Regions from separate parts of the Mus musculus genome. Here regions 1 and 2 are each linked to region 3. A link is a contact called in public Hi-C and HiChIP or PLAC-seq data. All regions are on one chromosome and are shown on one strand. Each heading gives the region's core, a stretch centred on a gene start, on an enhancer-like site or on the middle of the called end of the contact. The rest is flanking DNA. Distances are from core to core; before and after follow the strand shown.

Evidence for each region. Hi-C and Micro-C count contacts between places; a contact is called where the count stands out from the background. HiChIP or PLAC-seq counts read pairs in DNA pulled down with a chosen protein or histone mark.
Region 1: an H3K4me3 HiChIP or PLAC-seq map of stem cell-derived neural progenitor cells shows a contact between it and region 3, with 5 times the contacts expected there. The contact joins the enhancer-like site here to the promoter of Lysmd4 in region 3. A contact is called at or near these places in 20 of 39 promoter capture datasets (the 3T3-L1 cell line, the C10 cell line, the HPC-7 cell line and 13 more), 1 of 15 datasets of contacts at CTCF or cohesin (large pre-B cells), 1 of 484 Hi-C or Micro-C datasets (bone marrow-derived macrophages), 10 of 115 datasets of contacts at active chromatin or transcription factors (SST interneurons, bone marrow-derived macrophages, cardiomyocytes and 7 more) and 5 of 9 other capture datasets (adipose tissue, embryonic stem cells, liver and 2 more).
Region 2: a contact with region 3 is called in a Hi-C map of neural stem cells, with 5 times the contacts expected there. The contact joins the enhancer-like site here to the promoter of Lysmd4 in region 3. A contact is called at or near these places in 12 of 39 promoter capture datasets (the 3T3-L1 cell line, 3T3-L1-derived adipocytes, the C10 cell line and 8 more), 1 of 15 datasets of contacts at CTCF or cohesin (pro-B cells), 7 of 484 Hi-C or Micro-C datasets (B cells, bone marrow-derived macrophages, hematopoietic stem and progenitor cells and 3 more), 9 of 115 datasets of contacts at active chromatin or transcription factors (T-cell acute lymphoblastic leukemia, cardiomyocytes, craniofacial prominence and 6 more) and 2 of 9 other capture datasets (liver and macrophages).

The regions. Positions count from the first base shown.
Region 1 is chr7:67,586,832-67,591,227 of GRCm38.p6, forward strand. The region is part of intron 5 of Lrrc28 (leucine rich repeat containing 28); the gene reads right to left. Among named protein-coding and RNA genes, the nearest start is that of Gm23233, 18 kb to the left of the region's middle. Within about 2 kb of position 1,605, at least 13 of the 459 cell types and tissues checked have an H3K27ac peak or open chromatin away from gene starts, as enhancers often do. A contact at or near this core is called in stem cell-derived neural progenitor cells, where this site is marked.
Region 2 is chr7:66,810,521-66,815,351 of GRCm38.p6, forward strand. The region is part of intron 10 of Cers3 (ceramide synthase 3); the gene reads left to right. Among named protein-coding and RNA genes, the nearest start is that of Adamts17, 27 kb to the right of the region's middle. Within about 2 kb of position 2,786, at least 51 of the 459 cell types and tissues checked have an H3K27ac peak or open chromatin away from gene starts, as enhancers often do. A contact at or near this core is called in neural stem cells, where this site is marked.
Region 3 is chr7:67,220,510-67,225,147 of GRCm38.p6, forward strand. Lysmd4 (LysM, putative peptidoglycan-binding, domain containing 4) reads left to right here and starts at 2,035. Exons shown (of 3, transcript NM_175215.4): 1 at 2,035-2,120; 2 at 3,100-3,382. The coding sequence starts at 3,110. 1700112J16Rik (RIKEN cDNA 1700112J16 gene) reads right to left here and starts at 1,949. Exons shown (of 3, transcript NR_131044.1): 1 at 1,735-1,949.

The sequences.
Region 1 (4,396 bases), core at 355-2,854, 370 kb after region 3:
TCCCCTCCCCTCTCTCCTCTCTCTCTCCTCTCTCTCTCCTCTCCCTCTCCCCTCTCTCCCCTCTCTCCCCTCTCTCTCCCCTCTCCCCTCTCTCCCCTCTCCCCTTTCCCCTCCCCTCCCCTCCCCTCCCCTCTCCTCTCCTCTCCTCTCCTCTCCCAAGTCTCTCCCTCCTCCTTTCTGTCCTTCTCTGTCCCACCCCACTCTCTGCCCTCATGGCTCTGCTCAAGTCTGTCTACCTGTGTGTACATGTCCACTGGTCTGCCTCTACCCTTCGTCAGGTCCTCACTCCCCTCTCTTCCCCCAACAAATCCCCTTTATACCTGATCTGTCTGTCACAGGGCATATTTACTCAGGAACATACCCTGCCATGGGCCCACCAGGTACCACCTCACCACATCATCTTTCATAATAGAGCCTATCTTGATTGTACATATACATTAATAATTGATACGTCTTCCTAACATATTATTATCTTATTATATATTGTTCTTTCCCTCTAACATTTTTGTCTTAAAGTATTTTGTCATTTCTTAAAATAGTTAACTATGAAAATCAGTGTAAATTTCTCAAAAAAAAAAAAAAGAAAAGAAAAAAAGAAAAGAAAAGAAAACCTTAAAACCTAAAAATAGTACGATCACAGGAGACTCAGGAAGATAGCTCAGTGGATCAAAGTGCTTGCTGCCAAGCCCAATGACCTGAATTAAATTCCCAAGAGTTACATGATGGAAGGAGAGCAGACTCCACACGCTGTCCTCTGACTCTGCATATGCACACATACACTCACACACTGAAAAGTACAACTTCTTTAAAAGAACTACCATCTGACAAAGTTGTACCAGTTTTGCCCAAAGTCAGGATCCCACAGAGATATGTGTTCACCCATGTACACTACTACACTACTCACACCAGCCAGGACGCCCATCCACAGGTGAGTGGACAAGGGCACACGGCACATCTGTATCACTGAATTGTGTTTAGCCACAAAGACATCCTATTATAGGAAGACGATAGAACTGGAAAACGATCCATTTCTTTGATGTAGATGTTTCTACTTAAGCTTCCACAACACCCAAAACACTAGCTGTGTACATAAATAACTCAGATTCCCACAAAGGTGTCCTAACAGATGAGTAACTCTCATTTCTACATGAAAATCAATATTCATCTGTGACTGTGAAATCTGTAGTTGTAGGGGTGAGTTTCTCAATTTCCTATATATCTTTAAAGGCTTCAAGTAAACTACAACAAGAAATATATAACAGCATTAAGCTAAAAAATCAACAATAAGGAGGAAATAGAGACTTTAAACACCTGCAAACTGGACAACAGGCTTGTAAACATCCATGAGCCAAGAAAACTGAAGAAAATCATGAAATGGCTTAGCATAAACCAAACATACAACATCAAAATTCATGAGAGGCAGCTAAAGCTTGGAAATTTTATTTTGAAATGTGTGTACAACAAAAGTGAAGTAAAAATAATATAAATTTTTATCTCAAGAGGTTACAGTAAAGACAGGCAAACCAAACACAAAGTGCAAGAAGAAAGTAACAAGTTAGAGGCGCAAAACCAATCCAGGGCATCAAACAAAACCACAGGCCAAGCCAGCAAGGACTAAAGTGGGCTCTTGAAAGGACCAGGATGACAACTGCTGGCCGGGCCTGGGCAAAGGCAGTGAGGGCGAGAATAAAAGGCAACACACAAGACCACAGGACATACGTGAACATAACTGAAAAGAACTCTACAGAATTATAGAACCACTAGAGAACATTATGTCCCAAATCAGATAATATAAATTGTTAAACCCCCAACATATCACTGGAGATAGAGGAACCCTATCTCTAAGAAGGTGAATTAGTAATGAACTATTTACAGATGGATAATGTGAAGCACATATTTAATAGCTGAATCCTAGAATTCTTTCTCTGTATGTGTCTGTCTCCTCCCCCAGCCCCACCTTCCTTGTCTTGCTTTCGACACCCTGTGAAGACTGGCCGAGCTTGCTTGAGTTAGAATTTTCACACTCACACACTCTGTATCCATTGTGATTGGCTGCTTTTGTTCAAAATCATCTTGGGAGTCAAATGTATTGCTCACTGTAACTGCCGGATCAGTTTCTTTTGTTACTACAGACATCCACGACACAAGCTTTGTGGCCTATCAGTGCTTGTTTGGCCAACACTTACGAGTCATCCCTGTTGTTACTTAGTGGAGCCTTACTGTGGCTTTAATTTGCGTGTCCTTGGTGACTAAGGAGGCTCAGCATATTAGCATATGCTTACTGGCCATCTGGGTCTCCTCTTTGGTGAAGTGCTTGTCCAAGTCTATTGACATTTTTTTTTCTTTTTAAGCTAAATTGCTGGTCTTTTCCATTTTTATTTCTAATACTTCATTATGGATAAAAGCCTTTTGTCAGTTACATCTATTGCAAGTATCTTCTCCCAGAGAGATCTTTAACCTTCCATTATTTAGTTACCTATGCCAGAGCTCCACAACTACAGCCATTGTGCCAATACTGGACCACCAGTTTTTTAATAAAGTGCTATGAGAATACAGCATATTTTCCATTAGCTCTTTCATACCATAACGATATTCTATTCAATGATAGAATAACCGGGTCAGAAACCATGTTGCCTGCACTAACTTGCCATTTATGAAGTGGGGATCTACAGCAAACATGTTTCTTAAACATTAGTGTTCATGTGATTAATTTCCTGCATCTGTGCATTGTATCCTATTTAAGAAGTGGCTTCCTTATTCTGAAGCCTAAAGAAACTTATTTGCATTAACTCAATTACCTCACTTGTGGAAAGAAGACAGTATAATTTCATTTCTTGGTGGATTTTTTAAGTGTTCTATGTGCTTGAAAAGAATCTATTCCTTTTGTATAATATGTTATGCTATGTACATTAGGTTCACCATGGAGACATGAGCTGTACTCTACCTGAGAGATATGCACCTGCTCATGTTCAAACCTTGGAAGCATAAATCATCTCCACTCTAAGTGCTGATGGGCTCTTGTTGGCTGCCCTGCCCCAGAGACGCTGTGCTGTCATCAGTCAGGACCACTTTCCACTCCCTCACCAATTACTGCACTTGCAAAACTACTTTAGTAGATTGATTTTCTGAGACAGGTTTCTCTATGTGCAATGGACTGCTCTGGAATTACTATGTAGACCAGGCTGGCCTTGAACTCAAGAGACCCAACTGCCTCTGTTTTGAGTTTAGAGGTGTAAGACACTATGTCTGGCCTTTAAGCTTTTCATGCTTTTTATCATTTTTAATTACTTGCATATGTGCAGTCTGTGTGTGGTACACTTGTGTGTGTGCACATGGCCTTGGAGTTGGATACATCCAATTCCACTGAAGCTGGAGTTAGGGTGGTAGTGAGCTGCTTGAACCAGGTCCTGGAAATCATACTCCAGCCTTCTGTAAGAGCAATACTCTTTACTCCAGTCTCAACATGAAGTTCTCAAGTAAGAAAAAGAATGAGACAACAGATGGAAAAAAGAAATTGTGGACTAGAAGAGAACCCCAAAGTTTTTCAAACACACATTCCTTTAGCTGTTGCACTGATGAGACAGGCTGACTCCATGACAGGCTTCAAATGGGCAGTTCAGGAGATTAGGGCTAAAAACCCAGGCTTCAGGCAGCTAGTCAGAAACTGCCCCATCACCTAGCCTGAAGCAAGGACAATGGGTCAGCAGTTTCCAGCCAGTCCTGGTAATGGAATGTCATCCTTAGACATAGAGTAAGACAAAGCCCACCTACCCCAGAACTCCCCTAATGAGCTTTAAATCAGGTCTTTGAGCTCACTTGGTTGTCTCTCTATCTGGATAATGAGAGACTTCAGCATCCTGGACGTTTGCAAAGAAAGATACTCTTTGCGTTTACATACTATTTGAGTGCTGGGTACCAATCTTCAGTGAATCATGGACCCTTACAGCATCTGATTATTTCAGAACAAGCTAGAGCACAATCTAGAAAACCTGTTTGAGTATAAATTGGGAGCACCACTGAGAAAGTGGCTGTGTTTTCTGAACCTTCTAGGATTCATTTTTATAACTCAGCAAGCAAAGAATCTACAGAAAGAAGAGCGGCATGGCCCTGTATAGTAGACAAGAAAGTGGGATGGAAGATGGCTACCTTGAAGCTCGCTTAGGATGCTGATCTGTGACACTCAAATAACGACAGCATCCAGTGTGTCCATCTGGACCCAAAACTGCCATAGAATGGGATGAACAAGATTTGGAACCACACCCCCCAAACCTCAAGAAAAAAATGACATGAGCATTATTTTTTAAACAAAATATTAGCTGATTAGCCAAAAAACAGACAAGAATTCCTTTATTACAAGGTTAAATATATTCAATCGCCCTCTATGAATTCAACTATC
Region 2 (4,831 bases), core at 1,536-4,035, 410 kb before region 3:
AGGTGTGCTGCGGGGTTGTCCCCACCTGATGACTGTCCATCTTACACAGAGCCAGGAGCTAATACAAGATCAGGTGGGTCTGTTGGCCAATTTTCTGATGACTCTTCTGCCACCGCCGCCACCTGCTTCTATATGGATTTGTGCCATCGGTGCATACTGAGTACGAGTTGGGAATGAGGCCTTCTGTGCTTCATAGTCCAACCACGTTACCTAGCTATGATTCTGTGGGGTTGGCCACTTGGAGATTAATGAACTTTCTTCTGGTAAGCTCTGCTTGATCAAGTTGTCATTTGAGCCTTTTGTTCAAAAGTAGGAAAGCATAATGTTGGTGACAACGGCCTAACAAGTTACAGCAGTCACTTGTGGGGACCTTTCAAGGAATTCAAGGAAGTTTATGGGAAAGTCATTATTTCACCAGCTCTTGCCACCCATCAATCAATCAGTTGGCCTACTTGCCTTTTTTCTTGCAGGACTGAAAATTGAACTCAGGGTTTCATGCATGCCAGATAGGTGCCCTCCACTGAGCTACAGCACCAAGCTCCTGATGTAGTCTACTCATATTTTTAATCTACTCGTATTTAAGAACATCATACAATAAGGTATGCTGCTCATACTATGAGAATGCTAGAATTCCAGATTAATGGGCTATGTGGACCTCAGTGCATTAGGATGACAAAAGAAAAGGAGAAAAGGAGGGAAGGAAGGAAGGAAGGAAGGAAGGAAGGAGGAAGAAAGAAAGGAAGGAAGGAAGGAAGGAAGGAAGGAAGGAAGAAAGAAGAAAAGGAAGAAAGAAAAAGGAAAAGAAAAAGGAAAAGAAAAAGAAAAATGCTTCCAGCCAGACCCCAAAGCAGGCCAGCTACATCAGCAAGACAAATGAGGTAGGTAGGACCCAGACACTGGAAGCCTTGACAGTCAGCCTCCTCCCTCAGCAGAAGTGACTCTGATTTACATCCTAGGCTGAACAGAGAGAGTCCTGGGTCCTCCTCCACCACAGAGAGGTCTCCATGGATGACTTTCCATTGCTGCCACTCCTTCTGAGAATTCAAGCCATTTCTCCCTTAGGCTTCTGTCGTGTGGGTCACTCAGCTTCAGCTGTTCCTCCAGTCTGGAAGTTTGGGGAAAAAAGCAACACTGTCATGTTCCAGAGGAGTAAAACTCACAAGGATAAAGTTCTCGGAATGCAGACTGAGAGAGAGCAGGAAAGAGGAGTGTAAAAGAGAGAGCTCTCAACAACACAAAGTGTCATCACTTCAGGAAATGACGATTGTTGTTTATTTGTGGGATAGTCTTACCCTGTAGTCCAAGCTGGTCTTGAATTGACTCTGTAGCCAAGGCTAGCCTTGAACTCCCTGTGTGTCCCAGACTGGCTGTAAACACTGTGATCCTCCTGCCTCTGCCTACTGAGACCTGGGATTACAGGTGAGAACCACCATGACTGGTGGTGCACACCTTTAATCCTAGCACTTGGGAGGCAGAGGCAGGCGGATTTCTGAGTTCGAGGCCAGCCTGGTCTACATAGTGAGTTCCAGGACAGCCCGGGCTATACAGAGAAACCCTGTCTTGAAAAACAAAACAAGGCAAAACAAACAAACAAAAGAGTCGCTGTGGTCGTGTTGTCTCTTCACAGTGATAAAACCCTGAGAACCAGCGTGACTAGTTTATTAATTCGTCTTAGAGCCACTTATTCTATAAAGTGAATCATGGTTCTGAGTCTATATTTCCTCCATGGACTATACCGTTTATAAAGAAATATAGGAAATCACAACTAAGAAAAAAAGATAATTTGAAATCAGAAAAACACAAAAGGGCCCAGGTGACTCTGGCTTCAATATTTTCTTTCTATGGAGAAAAACAATCTAGGGAGAGTTTGTGGCTTAGCAGACAGCCTTGGTAGCCAAAGTAGCATCTGTGACCATCAACATTGTTACTGCCCAAAGGCTGTAAGGAACACAGCACCCCAGGGCTCACCGGAACCTTTGTGGTTTGCGCATCTGTGGAGCATCCTCAACCACAGTGTGATCTAGAAAATTCCACATCACCGAAAACCAAATGTCCATTTGTGGCCAGGGTTGAAAGAACCCAATGAAATGCAGTGCAGTGCCGCTGAGGAGAAATATGAGAAGCAAGACTACAATGGTCTGTCTTTCCTGCAACCTTGTCAACTTGGATGATGAGAATTATTACAACAGAAAGGGAGGTATTTTGCTAGTAGCTTAGAACATTGACCTCTTTGCCTGAATGTGCATTTTTTTTCAATACAGTGAGAGCTAAAAGTTTGCTTTTAAAATAGCATAAAGTGCTTATTATAGTGCTCTTTGTTTCACTGCCAAGTGCGGCTTGAGACGTGGAGTCATTCACAAAGCAGCCTCCTGGGCTCCTGACATTACTGCAAAGCCACAGATTCCCAGGCATAGAGTTTAGTTACAGTGCTTCAAACACGCAGCCACAGTTTTATTGATGCTGCGGCTGCAGATGTCATTCCGGGAGAGTGAGGAAGCCCTGCGGGTAGAGATGAGTCATCGGCTAGAAGTGAGCGTTATTGTATCTGTTGCACTGATGTGTAGGGTTTCTCTGTTCCTCGGCATCAAGTTTGTTTGGGTTGTTTTGCTTGCAGACATTTTTTTGAGGAATACAGATCAGGCCTTAACTAATAGTATGTACAATTAATTAATAAAAACATAGACATTCTTGAACCAAAATGTATTAAAATTATAGCAATAATGAAGCCAGAGGTATGGCTGCTCAGATGTGATTTGTAACCCAGTGGGTAGTGAAGAAGCTTGATGTCTCAGAGTGACAGAGAGATGAGACTATACTTGTGCACTGTGCAGTGCAGGGTAGGTAAGGTGTCATATGAGCAGCAGGGGAAGGAAATGCTGTGTGAGTCTGTTCTCCAGGGCTATAACAGGTGCCCAAGACTGGGTTCCTGATAAAGGAAAGAGGTTTATTTAGTTTATGATTCTGAAGCTGAAGGTCTAAGACCAGACAGTCATAAGACCTCCACCTTCCATAGGCCACGCCCCTCAGAGGTTCTAGTGTCTCTCACCAGCAGTGCACTAAGAAGCAGCTTCCCCTGAATGATCTCCTGAGGATTCACCACAGCGAAACCATAATGATGGGAATGTTTAGCTGGAAGAGGAATGGGCTATCTTTAGCTATGTAGAAAAAAATAACAATGTTTGAAAGAAGTGTACTCTGCCTGCCACCAGCCTAAAGGATAGAACTTGAAAAAAAACATAAGTAAAAACTGCAAGGAGCACACCAAACCCCCCCCCAAAACTGTAAGAAAGAGAGAAAGAAAGGAAAGAAGAGAGGGAGAGAGAGAGAAAGAAGAGAGGGAGGGACAGAGGGAGGGGGGGAGGAGGAAGGGAAGAAAGGGAGGAAGGGAAGGAGGGAGGGAGGGAGGGAGGGAGGGAGGGAGGGAGGGAGGGAGGGAGGGAGGGAGAGAAAGAAAAACAAAGCAGGTGTACCTGCAGGTAGGCGTGGGAACCTCTTTTGCTCAGGTTGTCATAAAGAACACAGAAACTTCAGAGAGAAACTAGGCTAGACGCCCTCAAGGTCCCTTTCCATCCCAGAGGCCTTTGAAGAATGTTTTTCCAATGCAACACCCCTCCTACCTCTCAAGCCATACCACTGCACTCTGAGCCACTAGCATTTCTCTCCACACCGTGGCTGCTCTGAATCTCTCCAACCATTTCCACTCAGCAGCAAGGAGCGCTGGTGGCATGGGAGCTGGCTTCCTTAGGTGGAAAGCAGGGCCCATAGTAGATCATGAGCTAGCCATGTAGCATGCTCAGCTCACCGCTGAATGGACAAACGACTCCCTGGTTGAGCTAAGGGAACATGCATAGGCATACAGACTTCTTCCTGGCTTGGCCACAATGTAACCACTGAGATGGCCAACTCCCAACAGAGACACTTCATTCTTCACCCTATTCCCATAAACAAAACAAAACAAAACAAAACACCCTCCTGGGAGTCCTTTCTTATTTTTCCTTATTCATTCTATTTTTCCCTATTTGCATCTTCTTATTCCTGCTGAAGATAAGAGGTAAAACCTAGAAGGCACAGTGGCTTCATAGCCACTGAGTTTCTAGGACCCTAGCCCCTGCCTCCCTGAGTTTAGCCAACTGAGATCCAAGAAAGGCACCTGAGACTTAATCCATGACACTCAAAACTCCACGTGGCTACTCTACAGCACACCAGTGCCCTCGTTGAGCGGTTCACTAGAGACAGGTGCCTTCTCCTCAGACACTGATGAGTCCCTGATACCTTGAACAGTTCTTCTTAGTGACTTCCTATGGAACATGGAAGTGCATTTGAACCCATGACTTGAATCTTCATAGCAAAATGCTCTTTGTCCCACCCTCAAGGCCACTCCCACTTCAATCTGAGGTCACAGCTTGCTGGGTCTCACTCAGAGCCAACTGTACTGGTGCTAGCCACTCCCACCTGCCACCCTATTCATGCTTCTTGCTGTCCGCAGTGAGTACTGTGAGCCACACAGCGTCTAGTCTCTGGATTTTGCCAGTACATTAATGAGGAATATTTCCTCATAGAAGGAAATATGCCAAGATTTCCTCTTGTTGACACAGCTTCTTTCAGCCTTGTAGACAGAGCCTAAGACAGCATCCCCAACCTTCACCCATGGTACCTGAAAATGATGTGTATCTGGCACATGGGGTAAACTGAGGTGGGACGGACTCACCCATAGCAGAAAGGAAGGAACACAGTAGCTCTAGGTGCCCAGGATGCTGGCAGCATCCTCTAGGGCAGAGCTACCCCTGAGGCACTGGAGACCAAGTAGCTCAGCATCATCTCTACCCTTTTC
Region 3 (4,638 bases), core at 785-3,284:
GGGAAAACCCAGCTATTCTAAAGTAAGGACCTTCAGTCAGCCCTGACTTGCAGCAGGCAGAGAGTGAGTGGCCAAAAGAAACCTTTTGATGGCCCGTGGGAAACCTCTAAAACAGTCCAACCCAGAAGGCACCGCACTCCCCAAGGATGTCTGAAGGGATGTGACTCCAGTTGACATCCACTTAACACAGCTCACCCTGTCCAACAGGTTCCTGTCTCCAGGAACTTCCCCATCCTCAGCCCTGAGGATGACTGTGATATAAATGAATTCAAGGAGGATTAAAGGTCACCTGACAAACTTGTCGCTGTGTAGAATAAGGCTGGGCACTCTAGACGTTCCTGTTAGGGCCCAGGCTCCATCAGTTTCAGCTGCTTTGACAAAGTGCCTCAGACTCATTCCCACAGTTCCATAAAAGGAAAACCAAGTCAAGGTGGAGGCGTGGTGTAGGTCTGGGGGGGCTGGGGCTGCCATCTAGGCACACACCTCACACTGCTGTCTTCACACTTGAGTATTCTCCTCTATAGACTGGGATCTGATATAATCCCTGCTAGTCTGAAGACCAAATGTTGCTGGGATGATCCCTGGTGAGTGTTCAGCACACACAGCTCATGAGGTAAGAGGGGAAAGCTGGCTACAATGAGAAGCATAAACATTCATTTTCCACGAAAGGAATTCATATTCAGGCTTGCCATAGACTGACTTGTGTCCCCTTTCCTTCCTGTTGAAACCCTACCCTCTGAAGTGAGCTTTTAAGGTGGAGCCTTAAAGAGGGGACTGGGTCAGTGCCCTTGTGAAGGGCTTGGCTTAGACTCTTTAAAAGAAATAAAAAATTAAAAGACAAAACTTTCGACATTCCATGGCAGTTCTGCTTAGCCCTGGAGTTCAGAGCCATATTCAGAAAGCTAAATAGTTGGCCCCTGCTACCTTGCATCCTCTATCCCAGGAGAAGGCTGGACTTGGGAGGGGACAACATGTTTGACAAGGGTTGAAGGATATCCGAGTGGATACCTCTGGTGATGGGGTGGGTCTCCACTAACTTGGGATCAGATCAGTGGACCTGTTCATGTGGCTGGGCACCTGGCCCACTCTGATAGGTGGGACATAGCGTTCATACTTCTCAGGCAGCCTCATCCAAGCCTGTAAACTGTCACAAACCACAAATACCTCAGTGGGAAACACATGTGCTGGGTATATTAGCGAGGCTCACCTCCTGGGTTGGGGGGCAAAGTAAACAAATGTTTAAACAGATGTTTAAAGCCAGAAAGAAGAGTCCTGTGGCTAGCAGAGAGGGCCATGACCTGGTGCTTTCCTGGCCTTAGACATTTAGAGTAAGACTTTTAGTTTTATTCTAAATCATAGGAAGAATTTCTGGGCTCTTGTTTCAATGTTGATTCCCAGACAGGCTTAGCACCTTGGTTCAGCGGCCAGCCATCTGCATTCTTTGGTGTAATGCCTGCCCACGACACTTAGTTTCTTCCTTATTCATTGGATGAGTCTTACTCCATTAAGGATTTTAATCTTGGTTACAAAACAATGCCACAGGTTCTCCGCCCTTTTCCAAATAGCAGGGACGCTCTGGCTGGCCAGATGATACATATTCTCCTTTATCCAATTCTGGTCTGTGTTGTCAGGGCAACATTTCACATCCCTGGACTTCTGTTTATCTCTGGGCAGGGGCTGGCAACCATTCGGCCCCTCAAAGGATACTGGGTCGAAGATTCAGGTTGAGGCTACCTGGGTCAGGCCTCTCGAGTGGCGCACCGCCGTACTGGGTACGCTCCTGGCCACGGATCAGGACGCACATGGGTCAAAGGTCTCTCCTGCCGGGAAGAAGACCGAGGCTTAGCAGAAAGCTGTGGCCACCGAGGAGGCCAAGATACCTGGCTCAGAAGGGGAAACCGGGAACAGCTGGGATAAATGACATAGGAGCACAAGTCCAGGGTCCACGCTGGAGCCCCGCCCATCAGGGCCCGCCCTCATTCTGACCTCTCAGCACCTCCCGGCTCTGCCAGGGCCCGCCCTCCTCTGAAGTCATTGGTTGGCTCTTAGTCCCCGCCCCCGGAAGACCTGCTTTTTGCAGCCAATCGGCGGGCGCGGTGGCGGTGAAGCCTGGGAGCGAGGTACCCGAACCTGGAGCAGGGTCTGCTGGGTTGACTTGGGGGGCCAGGGCTTCTGGCCCTGTCACTGTGGGCTCAGTGGAGGGCTGCCAATCCAGGGCCAGTGCCTGTGTCCACAGAGGGCTGGTGCCGGCTTGCGGGAGTGGCAGGATGTGTATTCTTTGGAAAGTTGGGGCCGGGCCTGTTTAGGCCCAGGGGCGGGGACGTCTGAAATTTGTTTTGTCTCCTGCTTAATGACAGCCCACCTGTCATTGGAGGGAAACTGAGGCCTCTTTTGGCCGCCCCGGGTGCCAGGGGCTCAGAATTTGAGACCAGAGGGAGATACCTGAGGTTGGCTGTTCCCTTAAAGGGCCATGCAGAAGGGACCGCCAGGAATGCCTGGAGTCTCATTCCAGCCATTTGGAAGGGAAAGGTTGGTTGTGGCTCTGGCGTTTGACTCCAGGTGGCAATAAGGGGACCGTGGGGGTGAAATGAGTCCAGAATGACTGTGAGAAACGGACAAATTGAAATTTGATAGGTTTTTCCATTGCTCATCAATTAGGTCACGTCAGCCAGGGTCAAAATAAGAGAACTATGGTTGTTCCCAGCTTCTGTCCTTTCCCCTGAAGACACCTTGGGATGCCTAATGAGGTTTTTGTCCAAAGATTCTAAGTGTAAGATTCTCAGTGTCAGAGAGCTGAGAACAGTTGTCACCTCACACAGTGCTGAGACACAGTGGTTTCTTCTGTGGGCTAGGGGAAGCACAGCTGGGGGTGGGGAAGAAGGGTGGGGAATCTTTTTTGCACACAGTAAGCACTTAGGGAAAGTATGATCTTATTCTGTGTCAGTATCAGGTGGACAGGTGTGAGGATGTCCTTCTGTCCTGATGCTGTTTGTTTGATATTGGCAATATTAGGAAGTTACTAACGAGACAGTCCTCTTTAGGAAGCCAGAGGAAAATGAATAGCATTTGTGTGGAATTAACTCCAGGTCTGATTTTCAGTTAAGAGAAAATGAGGCAGAAGGAAGTGTTAGCCAAGAGCTTCCAAGGTCCAGCTGCTGTCTGCAGGACTCCAAACAGCCACGTTTACATGTTCAACAATGGCAGCGGGGACTCTGGGGACTCCTCTGAGGAAGAGTCACATCAGGTGGTGTTACGACCCCGGGGCAAGGAGCACCAGAAGAACAGCAGCCAACGGCCAGGAGCAGGCACCATGGTTCTGCTGCAGCGGGAGCTGGCTCAGGAAGACAGCCTCAACAAGCTGGCTCTCCAGTATGGCTGCAAAGTAAGCTGACCTCAGTCCCTCTGCCCTCCAGGGTTGAGAGAGGCACGGGGGGGGGGGAGGGGGTCCACTATAGGCGGGGGTCACTATAGGACCTTCCTGACCCCCATAGGCGACTAGAGTCCTCCCTAGCCAGGGCTGGAAGCTGGTGGAGGTACCCTTCATTCAGAACTCTGGGCTCAGGAAGGGTCAGTTAGTTGGGCACCTCAGTTCAGGGTGTGCTTGTCCTGTGTCCTCCACAGGGACACTATGAAACAGTGTGGCCTCTGAGCACACTGGATTTAAGGTCTTAGGGCTGGAGATGGTAGGCGGAGTCCACACGTTTCTGTGGCATGCTTCTCTCACTACTTGTATTTTCTGACCTTTGCTTGCCAGTAGCTAATCTGACTAGTAGAGTTTTCTCTCTTCTCCCTAGTAGAACTGCATGGTCTGGCCCCTGTGCTGTGCGTTTGTATAACCTTATCTTTCTCTTTAATTATGTTTTTAGCACTCAGAGTGATTAACAGTGGCAAAGTAAGTTGGAAAGCGTTTCTGGAATCGCTCTTTTCTCCCGCATTGAAACAGTCTGTTTCCCGCTGTTGACTCCATGCTATATACATGCTATATACATGCTGTATACATGCTATATACATGCTATATAGTACATGCTATAATCATGCTATATACTGGCAGAAGCTTTCACCAAGCTTGCATCAGCTACACAATTAAAAAACAAACAAACAACTTTACCTCCTAAAAATTGTCTGTGGTTTATCTAAAAAGATCCAAATGAGCAAAAAGACTGTGTGGGTGTGGGAGTCTTTCCCAAATAGAGGCTCGTCTCCAGGGACACATAGCATCTTAACATTGCACTGGCCTTTGCATTTGGGTGTTATAATCTGCTTCTCTAGGCATAACATATGCTTTATAGACCATGGACAAAAAACAAACAAACAAACAAAAAACCTTCCCAACAAAGTCTTGAAAGATAGACTTACTGTTCATGTCATGTCAGAATGACAGTCCCTAAGAAACCCAGAGTGGGTATTTAGTGTCTCCAGTAAGTAGTCCAGTTCCTATGGGAGGAGAATACATGTGCTGTTCATGTAGTACACAAAGAATGGAAGCTGTCAAGCTCCTCCTGTTTGTTGGTTTCAGAGCAAGAGAGAAGCGTCCTATAAGCCGGTTGAGTAAGACTCTAAAGTGGCTGCTGAGTAAAGCGATCGCACACACGATGGACTTGCACCGTCAGCTCCGTGGGCCGTACTTACACTTAGAGA